2 separate regions of the Xenopus laevis genome follow, and region 1 is linked to region 2. A link is a contact called in public Hi-C data. All regions are on one chromosome and are shown on one strand. Each heading gives the region's core, a stretch centred on a gene start, on an enhancer-like site or on the middle of the called end of the contact. The rest is flanking DNA. Distances are from core to core; before and after follow the strand shown.

Region 1 (3,675 bases), core at 858-3,357, 64 kb after region 2:
GATGTAACCTTGCATGTACAGTATGTGGTTTGATATGCATTGAACAATTATATAGACATCTAACAGTAATGACCTAGGCTTTCAAAGCTCCACAGGTGCTTGCCATCTTGGAACCTACTAGGCACATGTTCAGCTTTTGAGAAGCTAAGCATAGGGGAAAAATGAGGTTCATCTGATCAAACTGATGCTGTGGAGCTGATTACGATTTGATCAAATGTATTACATTCTATGCAAAATGGTCTGATTTCTGAGCTTCCTTATATTGTGATGTTGATATATATTCTAAATATACTATATATTGTAAGTTGCTCCCTAAGCTCTGGCAATTAGGCACTGTCATTAAACAGAAGAGAAGATACAGAGCTACTGGGGACATCTTCTAGGTGGTCAGGTAAAGAAGCCTAAAATATTATGTGTACCACATGCAGACTACTTTTTTGTTTTATTTCTCTTTGAAATGGAAACTTGAGGACATGGAGTTAAGTAGTGGTAGTAAGAACAAGGAAAAAAATGATCTGGTAATAAATATGTTACTAACTTGAAAACATTTGACATTGAAAATACATTTACAATGTTACGCAGCCACTGTACGCCATTGTATGGATGAATAGCCATTGGATACAGTTGTTCTCTATTTGTCATGTTCTTTATCATGTTATTGCTACTGTCATGTCACAATGATATACCCATCATGTCTGATGTTTAGCATTATTTACTTAACATATTACATCTGCTGAGTGTGCACTGTATTGTCCTGTCCCTGCACTGTGCTGTCCTGTCTCGCAGGAGTTGCATATTTTTGCACATGCACTTGCATCTATGTTGTGTGTAGCACCATGGTCCTAGAGGAACGTTGTTTTGTTTCACTGTGTACTGTACAAACATATATGGATGAAATGACAACAAACGCACTCTTGACTCTAGATCATGATATAAAAAGAGAAATACAGAAAGTGTCAATGATGTGTATTTTTCCTGGCTACACCAAGATGAGTAAGCACCCCTCAATAAGTAAGTGTCCTTACAAGTGGCCTTTCCTCAGTGGCGTAACTATAGAGGAAGCAGACTCCTTGGTCTCAGGGGGACCCGGGGTCTGCTTCTATCCCCACTCAACAGCTGCACAAAGCTGGAGACCCCAGAAGGAGGGAGGATTGATGGGGAAGAGGGAGGGATGGAGGATGGGCGGGCGGCTGGGTTGTGGCCTCAAGGTTGAAGTGCACACTGGGCCCCTGAAGTTCTTTTGCAGGGTGACCTGAAGTGGTCTAGGTATGTCTTTACTGTTATGAATTATGAACTTGAAATGTCCATTATTGACCTATAGTCAGCACTGGATGTCAGAAAGGTGTGCACTAGATAGCAACCCAATACTTTCCCACATTTTCAGCAGTGCTGATTCTTATCAGGACTTCAAGTGCTTCCCTTAGTCACACCAAAGTATTCCACTTTGGCTATTAGTTACCAGTAACAGCTTTTTGCCACCAAGGGCAACTTGCAGGATGCTGCCACCTGAAAAGGGTTCCTCAACTCCTCTTAGCAGCAGTGTCGCTGTGTATGGGCAGACAAAAGTCACATACAAGAGAAGTTATATGAGGACATGTAATTTTAAGAGTTAAACATCTTGTTTTAAAGAGGAAGTGCAGATGTTGCTATTGCAGGAAAGTGAAATGAAGATGTCCCTCCCCCCATGCCCAGCCAACCTTCAGTAAAGTAAAGAATAAAGAGAAGGGAGGGGGCCCAGCAGCCAGGCAGTGGGAGGATTGGGGTGGCTAGGCTGCTGTCTGGTCCCCATATTAAATATTTTGAGATATTTGTTGAATTTACCATCCTATATTTTTCATCTATTTTTCTTTATTTCTGCATTGCTTAAATAGTTTGAAGCAGCTCTGTAAAAGGTTAATATCTTTGCAGAAAAAAACATGATTTGGCTTTAAAAGCAATCCTTAAAACCTTCAGGAAAAATAATAAAGTATTCTGCTGCTAAATGATGCCAGAAAAATCCCAGGGCGTAGACATCTATTTCTGTTTCCGTGCGCTTATATTAGTATTTGCGTGGTAGCAGAGGAATGTGTCACAGTAATGCAGAGAGCTGTAATGATGTCAACTTGTTATTTACTTTCCAAATCTGAATGACTGAGCAAGGCGAAAGGAGAATCAATCAACCACAATGTGACCCTACAGGCAGAAAAAACAGCACTCCCACCAGCAAGCCATGGGGGAAGGGAAGCACATGTAACCAAGGCAATCTTGCATCATGTACTTATGCTGGCTTTTTAAGGCACTCTTCTCATTTTCATTTGTTTTCTCTGTTCACGGTAATATGTAAGGATCTAAGAAAAAACCTGTGCAAAATCGTTAAGAATCAGAAAAAGGGTCGTATACTATATGGGCTGTAAAATAAGACTTTTATCGGATTTTCAGCAGTAATTTTTTTTAATGTTCTGCTGATTCAGAATTATGGAGCTCCTGTAAGTCCAACATTTTCCTATTTCTGTCTCTGAAACACAGTGTGAAACTTATGTGGCACATGGTTGTGATACTCCATTGTGAACTCTTGTCTGCTGTTTAGTTTAATATATATATATATATATATATATATATATATATATATATATATATATATATATATATATATATATATATATATATATATATATATATATATAGTGATCTATTTCAGTGCAGCATTTCAAGTAGCAAATTAATTATAATATATACATGACAATGTGTTTTAACTGTTGTAATTATTGTATCGGTAATAATAAGATGTTTGCCTTCATACGATAGCAAATATTGCAGAAGCAATAGAATGTTTTTCTATCATGTGGCCTTCTTAATGAACATTGGAGAACATTGTATTTATTTTCATATTCTAAGGACGAAATAATATCTAATGATATGTATTTAGTCCCCCAGCTACCAACGGCAGCATTTATGCCCATGCATTTCTATGTGTAATTATAAAAAGTATATAAGAATTCTCCAGGCACAGCATCTCCCTCCCCTCCCCCCACTCAAACATAATAAATGCCGAATGTGCAGTGTCACCCAGCTCCATTTTCTATAATACAAGCTCTCTAATCAGCTCCATTGTCATTGATGCTAAATATTGCCTGCAGAAGATATTTCACAGTTATTAAATCATATTGGATAGGTTGGATTTCATGTATAAGCCCCAAACAAAATTGTAAATGTTGATTTGTGAGTTTTTAAAAGCAAAAAGGAAACAACAGGAAATTATTACACTTAGAAGGAAGGAAAATAAAATATGCTATTGTTTTCCACTAGTTCAGGTCAGTTGATCTGTCTGTTTATAGTATTTTTTTTTTTTTTTCTCTAGGAGGTCACTGGCTCAGTGTCTTCTGTGTGTGTCTGTGTGTGTGCATGTGTGAGTGTGTGAGTGTGTGGATCTTTTTTTTTTTTCCTGCCAGTCTCTCTTTCCCCCCTCTCTGAGCTCCTGCTTCTGTCTTTGGAGCTTCACTTACACACAAACACAGGCTAACTAACTCTGCTAATGAACTACTTAGCCGTACCTTTTTGATTGCTGCACCAAATATAAAACACATTTTATAATATATATACATATATATAGTACAGTCCTAATAAAGTCTGATTTGGCACTTTTCTGGGAATCATAATTTTTTTTAAGTCAAACGTTTTTTTAAATCTATTTTTTTA
Region 2 (3,934 bases), core at 8-2,507:
AAAAGGCAATGCAGGTGACATATGGATTCTGCTGGTTTTGGGCTGAAATCAAATACTGACTATAGCAGGCAGCCAAAGTAGTGATAGGCTTTTCTCCTTGGTAGAAATACACCATTGTAGAATATGTCTAGGGTGCCATGGACATAGTAATAAAAAAAAATCAGTATTGAAAACAAACACTAAAGAAGGTTAAAGGAAAATTATGCCCCCAAAATGAACACTTAAGCAACAGATAGTTTACATCTTTACATAGTTTACATCTTATTACATATTAAAGAATCTTACCAAACTGGTCTATATATTTAAATAAATATTGCTCTTTTACATCTCTTGCCTTGTGCCACCATTTTGTGATGGTCTCTGTGCTGCCTCAGAGATCACCTGACCAGAAATACTACAACTCTAACTCTAACTGTAACAGGAAGAAGTGTTGAAGCAAAAGACAGAACTAGTTAATTGGCTCATGTAACCTAAGAAGTATGGTTTGTTGGTATGTTTGTGTGCACAGTGAATCGTTCGGTCCCAGGGGGCGGCACTTATTTTTTAAAATTACAATTTTCTATTTATGATTACTCAATGGCACATACTGCTAAAAAAGTATATTCTTATGAAAATGGTTTATTTACATGAAGCAGGGTTTTACATATGAGCTGTTTTATGCAATATCATTTTATAGAGACCTACATTGTTTGGGGGGTATGGTTTTCCTTTAAGACAACATCATTCATACATATAATCTATGTAAAAACAATGCAGAAGTTATCTCTGTTTGATCATACTCTTCCTCTGTATTAACCATTCATTTCAATAGCCCATAAAGCATTCATTTTTAAACCTTTTCGATTCATAGCATACATTCATTTTCGTTCCATGTTGAGTCGTTACATGCTATAAAAGCTTTGCTCAAATCTATAAAGCTGCCATTATTAGCAGGGCTAGCTCACACATCACATTTGTCTAAAAGAAAGCATTATTAAACATGGCCCAGATTATGACTTTGTTATTTAATCTTTCTAAGCCTTAAATGAGAAGTAAAATTGTGCATCTATTAAATAGCAAAGGCCTTCATTTTTTTTTTTAACTCTGCATAAAGCTGAAAAGGAAACTGTAAATTTATACAGTGTGTCTGGTAAAAATATTTGGCATTTGCATCTTAATGAGTCTGTGGAATGAAGCTGGTCTGAGCTAGTCTTTCCCCTCCCCTCCCAGCTTCCAGTACAAGCATTCTGTGAGAGCCGCCAGTTCCCCTCCCCCACCAACACAAACTACCATCCAAATTCTGTGCTGTCTACTACAAAGGTCATGTGACCCTCATCAGTCTCCCAGGGTGGAGGAGGGGAAGCAGATTGAACCTGTTCTTTGTTAAGAGGTCAACGCCAGCTCCCAGAGCAGGAAGAAAGAATTACCAACAAGTTTAGAATAGCAGGGCACTTTGATCAGATGTATGTGTTCAGGTTCAGAAACTGACACCATACAGTAAATTGTATCAGTGACTATATGAATTAATGTGTACAATATGTATGTGTGTCATTACTAGTAAACGCTAAAACCCAAGAACTATATAAATACTCTCAGTTGAATTAGAAAAAAGACAATTACAGTTCCAGTTGCATTAAAGCAGGGTTGTTTATCCTACAGACCAAATTCATCTTTATAGGAGAAACAGACCATTCCTATGAAGAAATACAAAATAAAAGAGCATTTCTAAATGTTGCTTTCAGGAAAAGTAAGAGGTTGACAATAAAACTGACAAAACCATCATTGCTGCTTTGCGGTATGGGGGCTGTGGGTTTGATTCTGCATAGGGAGTTGGTCCAAAAAGAATGCGTCAGGATCTGGGAAATTATAGCACCTTAAAGGCAGGACTACACGGCCGATTCCGACGCACTGCGCAAAATGCGATGGAAATAAGGTAAGTAATTCAATTGTCGCATCGTGTCGCTGCATTGATGCGACGCGATACGACTGTCGGATGCATCAACAATGCGACACGATCCGACACTGCCATTACTTACCTTGTTTCCATTGCATCCGACGTGACGCCTGCGATTTTACGATCGCGGCGGAATCGGTCGTGTAGTCCTGCCCTGACAGGTCTAGGAAGAAGAACCAGGCTGTTAAAGCAATAGGTATTGTGGGCAATGTAGTTTAAGGGAGCTGCTAGGGAGGCATGAGTTACTGCTTTCTACTCTCCCAGTACCCTTTAGTGTTGCCACCTGGCCAGTATTTTACCAGCCTGACTGGTAAAAATGATGGTTGATCCCAATGTTATTAATAGGGAAAACAGATAAATATATAGGACGGCCAGTATTTTTTTCCTCGTCTAACTTCATCTCAACTAACTAGAGGCCTACAAACCCACTTCCTCTCTCTTGTTAACCCTTAGGGGCCTATTAATCATGCTGTGTAAAACATTACCGGCGATGTTGCCTATAGCAGTCAATAAGCAATAAAATTACAGTCACAAGTTTAAAAAACAAAAGCAAAGATCTGATTGGTTGCTATGGGCAACATCTCCAGCGTTTGCACCCTTTTATACAGCACAATGAATAGAGGGTTAAAAAAAGAGAGAGGAAGGGGGTTTGGAGGCCCCTGTCTACCCAATGATATAAGGGTAGTGGGAGAGCAGAAAGTTCTTGACAGTTAGTAATAATAGCAGCAATGGAAGCGGCTCCCCTAGGGCCATAGCTTGTGAGAGGAGGAACAAAGGGTATAAGGTCAGACCTGGCATGGGCATGAATTATGGGGGAGAGTTGGGTATAGGAATACAGGCAGACTAACCTCCCTTTGATTATACGTTGTAATTAGGGTTCGCTACCTTTTCTGGCCTTCCTATATTCTTGCCGTTTTTTTCCTATTAATAACATTATCAAGTATCATTTTTACTGGCTAGACGGTAAAATACCGGCCAGGTGGCAACCCTAGTTGTAATTGATCTCAGCCTTAAACTGCTAAAGTAGATTAAAAGCTAATGATTTTAATAGCATGGTATACTTGGCTTTTAAATTTTTGGATTTTTCTGGATATTCAAATGTTTGCTTTTTATGTGCCTTGTACAAACAAGCTGCTGCCCTTTTCCACCCAAAAGATTCAAATGATCTGTTGTGTTATTAAATGAAGGGGAATGGTAGGGTTGCTTTGCAGGGAGGGGCTTATCAATTCAGCTGCCACTTTCATGTGTATGTTCTTCCTGTGTGTATAAATGTGTTTTCTCAAGGTACACTAGTTGTTTCCTACATCCTATGTTAATATGTTATGTATTAGGCTTATTTATCAAAGGTCGAATTTTAGAGCTTTGAGAGCATTTTTAGGCCTCAAATGAGCTCACAACGAATTTAAGAAAAAACTTGAATCAGTGTAGTCGGGGTGAAAAACTCGAATGATCAAATTGATTGTGTTTTGGTGGAAAAAACTCAAATCATTTGAATTTATCAAATTTTCGAGCGAATCCCACCGAAAAAAACCTCAAACATCATGAAGGCTATTAACATCCTCAAATTGTCCAAGGGACCTCTGCCACTGACTTCTGCATGCCCTTGACAGGTTTTAGATGGTGTATTTTCGGATTCAGGTATGGGTTATAATAAATCTTGAGAAATTACATTTATTTGTTTAATTTTTTGACTAAAAAAAACCCTCCAACAACAGTACCTTGATAAATAACCCCCCATAATGGATAATAAATATATCAATACATGTATATGTGTATATTTTTATTTATGTGGCGCTACATATCTATGCAGCACTGTAAAATAAATCATAAATACGCAATGATCATGGGGAAATGATGTTGTTTGCATATAACTGCCCCTACTCACATTAATCCAGTCCTAGTTATGGCACAATAAATTACAAAGTTTTTCTGAAGTGATGTATAGGCACTCCATCTGCATTTAAGTGAGACTCTTTCTGAGTGAAAGCATTACCCTGGGTT

Evidence for each region. A called contact is a pair of places that touch in the nucleus more often than the background predicts.
Region 1: a contact with region 2 is called in a Hi-C map of the XTC cell line, with 3 times the contacts expected there. The contact joins the promoter of tbl1x.L here to the enhancer-like site in region 2. A contact is called at or near these places in 2 of 4 Hi-C or Micro-C datasets (the XL177 cell line and the XTC cell line).

The regions. Positions count from the first base shown.
Region 1 is chr2L:79,368,301-79,371,975 of Xenopus_laevis_v10.1, forward strand. It overlaps tbl1x.L (F-box-like/WD repeat-containing protein TBL1X), which reads left to right and starts at 2,108. Exons shown (of 16, transcript XM_041582081.1): 1 at 2,108-2,465.
Region 2 is chr2L:79,304,769-79,308,702 of Xenopus_laevis_v10.1, forward strand. No RefSeq gene overlaps it. Among protein-coding and RNA genes, the nearest start is that of tbl1x.L, 64 kb to the right of the region's middle. Within about 2 kb of position 1,258, at least 5 of the 7 cell types and tissues checked have an H3K27ac peak or open chromatin away from gene starts, as enhancers often do.